2 separate regions of the Arachis hypogaea genome follow, and region 1 is linked to region 2. Evidence: chromatin contacts called from public Hi-C data. All regions are on one chromosome and are shown on one strand. Each heading gives the region's core, a stretch centred on a gene start, on an enhancer-like site or on the middle of the called end of the contact. The rest is flanking DNA. Distances are from core to core; before and after follow the strand shown.

Evidence for each region. Hi-C and Micro-C count contacts between places; a contact is called where the count stands out from the background.
Region 1: a contact with region 2 is called in a Hi-C map of leaf, with 4 times the contacts expected there. The contact joins the enhancer-like site here to the promoter of LOC112749993 in region 2. A contact is called at or near these places in 4 of 8 Hi-C or Micro-C datasets (leaf and an unstated tissue).

The regions. Positions count from the first base shown.
Region 1 is chr15:24,286,439-24,289,138 of arahy.Tifrunner.gnm2.J5K5, forward strand. No RefSeq gene overlaps it. Among protein-coding and RNA genes, the nearest start is that of LOC112753091, 30 kb to the left of the region's middle. Within about 2 kb of position 1,268, at least 1 of the 3 cell types and tissues checked has open chromatin away from gene starts, as enhancers often do.
Region 2 is chr15:24,204,790-24,207,494 of arahy.Tifrunner.gnm2.J5K5, forward strand. It overlaps LOC112749993 (protein NSP-INTERACTING KINASE 3), which reads right to left and starts at 1,329. Exons shown (of 11, transcript XM_025798465.3): 1 at 258-1,329. The coding sequence starts at 360.

The sequences.
Region 1 (2,700 bases), core at 18-2,517, 82 kb after region 2:
ACGATTATTCAAGTTTGAAAATTGACGAAAATATATTATAAAAGTAACTGTCAGTTGACATTAGGTTAGTTTATAAAAATAGAATTTTGGACACACATTGTAATCAGTTCAATTCTTCTAAGAAAATATTTAGAAATCCAAAATTACTCTCAGTCTCCTTGGCATCACAAAATAAAATTGAGAATCTTGAGTAATACTTCTAAATTCTGAACTCAAACTTGTATTCTATTTTTTTATTTTTAATTAAAATTTTTTACTTTTATTTTTTTTCATCTTCTTTCTTTTTTCTTTAATTTCTACATTTTACTTTGTCTCTGACATCTTGCATGTTTTTTTATCTTTAATTTTACTTCCGAAATTATAATTGAGATTTTGAGATACTAACAAAAAGAATTATTTTTTCTCTTTGAATTAAGATTGTGAAATAAAATTCAAAAATTATTAATTTATTTATTGTTAACAATCAAATAAAAAATGAAATAAAATACCTTTCAAAATTCACACGTATATAAAGACTTTCCTTTCAGATCCCCCTTTTTTAATATAAATTATGCTTCTTAAACAAGTGGAAACAAACACTTTTCTTTTTATAGGAATTTTATTCTATTAAAATAAAAAATCATAATACACAAAAAAAATTTAAATTAAATATTATATATTTTTATATTAATATATATTATTTAAATTATTCTTAATATATAATTTTTATTTTAATATATATTTTATATAAAAAATAATTTAATAATTATTTTTTAGTATATATGTAATATAGTTGAATCAAAATATTATGATATATTTAGTGTTTTTAACTTAAACAATCTAAGGGTAATTAAGGAAAACACATCGAAAAAATATGATGTCACCTGAGATATGGATCAATGATTTCATTGATTTGTGTTTGGTATTGGCATCATACCCACCTGAGAATAATACAGGTGAATTTCATTTTTATTTTAATTAATTAATTAGTCGGTCCTATTAGCTTTCCTATCATTATATATTTTAACATAGCTTAACCTACTCTCATCTACTAATATCCCACTCTATTATAGAATTATTTTCGATCCATTTAATTATACAATCAAGATGCAAAAATGTTCCAAGGTAGTTCATAGTCAAATTGATTTTTTATTTTTTGAAAGCCAAATTAAAATTCCATAAACATTAGTAGTTAAACTGAAAGGGAAAACAACAAAAGAAATTTGAAAATCGGGTGCAAAAGCTAAGGGGCATAAAAAACTTCTAGTCATTACATCGTGCTTTGGATTATTATCCCTTTATGATTAGAGTCAAAGCTAGACTTTTGGGGTATAAAAGTAGAGACATATCTCCTTGGTTGTTCCTTTTTTTAATTTAAATATAAAATATAAAATCTTTAATTTTCATTGCGTAAAGAGTAGATAATTTATATTTTTATCATTAACACATCAAGCCATCAGCAACTATATTCGTGAGAGCAAATACTTTTTTGGTGAATATTTATTCCAGCTCTTAATAATTTTGTTGAAGTACCATGAGGTTTTTAGCCAATTTTTCTTTTTTTATTTTTGATCTTTAATTTTGTAAAACTAATTAGTTCTTTCGTTAATTATCTCCTTCTTGAATATATTTACACAGTACACTAACTCAAAAAAAATATTAAAAAAAGATTAACCAATAGAGATAAAATTTTAAAAAAATTTGATGAAAACTTTATTATCCTTTAAAATAATTATAAAAAATCGTTTACTTTTAGTGGACTTGGAGAGAATAAGAGCTAGCTAATTAAATCAGAGTAGTTGAAAATATCTAAGGTATAGAATTTAAGGTTTAAAATTTAGAATAAAAAATTTAGGATTAGAATTTTGAATTTAGTATCCGAATTTAAAATTTAAAATTTAGAACTTAAGATTGTCGATAGAATAAATGGTTGGTGTAGATATCCAATATATACTAGTTGGTGATTAGTTGAAAATGTAGTATTGAAAGAAAGGAAAAGAAGTGCAAAAATATAAACGAATAATTTTTAAAAAGTTGTGAATATTTTAAATTTTACAAATATTTTGATAAAAAAGTTAGATTATATAATAATATTTTTTAACAAAAATAGTTAGTTAATAAGTTTTGAATATAATAATCTAATTATTTATCAAGTAATATAAAATAAAATTTAATTATTTTATATTTTTATGTTGTAGTTTAAAATATTATTTTAATATAATTTTTTAATATTATAAAAATTTTATTACATAATAATCAATGTTAATAAATAAAAAATATTCATATTTTTTTATTTATGTGTTTTATATTTATTTATTTAAAAATAAAACATTATGTTATTATTTAAAGTATTGTATATTAAAAGATATTCATTTATGTACTAGGATATTCTGTATTTATTAAAGTCCATCAATATTTTTTTTATATTAGCCTTAGATTTTTATTTAATAAAATCTGATAGTTTATATTAAAATTTTTGTGCTTGTTTTAGATATAGTTATCCACCTAACCTATCTGAAACAAATAATTAAGAATGAAAACGTGTTATGATCAAATGCTCAAATAATGTGAAATTTTTAAATTCTTTTACATTATTCTCATACTTTTAATTTGACATTTAAAAATTATATATTCAAGAAAGGTGAATAGTGCATTTTTAATAATTTGTTTGTAATTCTAAACCCCAAAATACTATTCTTGCATCTATAAATGTCTAAAATT
Region 2 (2,705 bases), core at 79-2,578:
GAAACAGAAAGAAGGGTAAGAACTAAAACCTCCCATCAATTGATTCACTTGAGAATATGCCACTATGTAACGGGTAATGAGGAAGTACTTAAGAGTTAAGATTCTCAAGGCAAAAAAGAAAAGGAAATAACAAGTCGCAGAATAGCATCATCATCAATCCTTCAGCTATCATTCCTAGTAATTTCCAGCATAATTAACTTGACCAAAGATCAAAATGAAAAAGGGAAGGGGGGAAGAAAATTAAAGAAAAGGTTAACCTTCATAGTTTATGCCAGAAGGAGAAAGAACAGCAGCAGAAATCTCCATCATCAACAGAAGAAGTGAACATAACAGCCATGAAACCAATCTGGTATGTTCCATGCTGTATTCTCAATTCAGTAACAATGCCTTCCTCCACACAAAAAACAAAAAAAAAACACACTAGAAAGTTCTCAAAGCCACCATAAGTCACAATTGGACTTTGTCATTCTTGTTTCAAACGGTGGTTGAGTCTGCATCATCTTATCCACACCAAAAAAAGGAAAAAGCCAATCTTTGGAATCAGATTCCCATAAAGCACAAAACCACTCTCACCAAAACAGCAACTTTGCTTAAGACCCAATTCATATAACCGCATAAGTTCAAAACCAACAGAACCCAGATGCCAAAATTGCTACTTTTCTTCTTCCCACCACTGAAACCAACTTGGAAATGGAGAATTTGAATCCAACTAGGACAAATTATCAAGTGAGTGAGCTCAAAAGAGCAAAACCATCCCCAAAAATATATATAATATAAAAAAATAAAGAACAAAACTTTCTTAATATTTTATATCAGTGAGAACAAAGAAACAGCACTTTAAGCCTGAAATTCTGAGATCCTTGAGATCTGTGAGTGATGGGGTTTGGTTCCTATGAGGTTTGGACATTCCCCACAAATTCCATGTGAGCCTTGTCGTTGTTGGTTTTCTAGCTTAGTTTCCATTGATACCACCATTATCTTCTTCTTCTTCTTTTCCTCTTAGCTTGTTGCAGTTGCAGAGAATAAAAGGTAGCTTAGGATTTGGGAGCATGAAACACACTCACGACCAAAGAACCAAACAAATGCGCCAAAGTGGAAGCCAATATAGATGGAAAATCAGTAACCAAATTTGTATAAACGATGACAACGTTTTAAAAACTTAATTTTGATACTGGTGTAAAATCATTCAACCAAATTATATAATTGATTAAATCTATGAACATTGAATAATATTTTTTTAATGTTAATGTGCCAATAAAAGATATATTTTTTTTAAAAAAAATTATATGTATTATATTATTTTTTTTTATTTTATTGTATACATGATACATAATAGAATATAATAATATCATTTAATCTATATAACCAATTCACTTGATGAGATTTTGTTATTGTATATTATTTTTTTTGTGTATTTTTTATGTATATTTTTATTTTGAATATTAAAAATAATTGGTAAAAAATAAGAATAGATGATTTATTTTTTATACTGTTAAAAATATAAAAAAAATATATGAAAAAATTGGCATAAATATTTTTGGACAATGTTAATGATCAATAAAATTTATTATTTTTATTAATATTTAATTAATAAAAATATTTTTATATTAAATTTTAAATTTTAATAGTATAAGAATAAAATATTAATCTAAAGTATTAACTAATATTAATAAAAATATTAATTTTCTAATAGTTTATTTATTTTTATTTTTTGAAGAAATAGAAAATTTATTAATTATTTTAAAAGAGTTAAGAATTAAATTAATTTATTTAAAAACTAAAATTGGTCTTTTTTTTTTATTAGAGTGAAGGGATGTGTGGGATCAGAGGTGGCAAAACGGGTCGAGTCCGTCGGACCGATCTGCTAAACTCGCTAAAAAAGGCGGGTCGGGCTAAGATTTGAAGCCCGCCAAATTAAAAAAGCCCGCCAAACCCGCATCGCCAATTTGGCGGGTTTTGACGGGTTTTGGCGGGGCGGGCCGGTCCGCCGGGCGGAAGATTTTTACTTTTATTTTTTTTATTAAATAAAAAGTGTGATTACTATTATAAAATTAATAATTATAGAATTTTTAAATACTTTTTTTTCATTTTTTGTTTTTATTCTTCTTTTAGTTATTAACTTTATTTATTTTATTTTACAATTTTGTATATATGCTCAAATTATGTGACTTATTTTTAAAAATAAAGATGATTCTATTGACAAATATTATTTTGAACAATTTTATTGAAGTTAAAAATTAAAAAAAATAATAAAAAAATTATATTATAATTTGACTATTTTTTATTTGTATTTAATTTTTTAATGATTATTTTTTGGTTAATTTTAATGAATTTTATTTAAAAAAAAAAAGAAGTGGACTAGCCCGCCAATCCGCCGTAAAGTGGAGCGGGCTAGCATTTTGAACCCATTTTAGTTGACGGGACGGACTGATTCGCTCCGTTTATAGGGTGGACCTAGGCGGGGCTGGATGGATTGGGGTGGATCGGCCCGCTTTGCCACCCCTACGTGGGATTGATGAGAGAGAAGAATGGTGAGTAAGACGTGTGTTTTTGTGTTATAATGCAAAAAGAAAATAAAGAAAAAAAAAATCTTTTGTTGCAGGTAAAGTATTGACAGGTCACGTGGTTGGATTGTCCCCTCTTTTGTTTGCTTTTGGCTTGAACCTGAAAATTATAAATTTTTTTTTTATTATTTCAGAATTTTT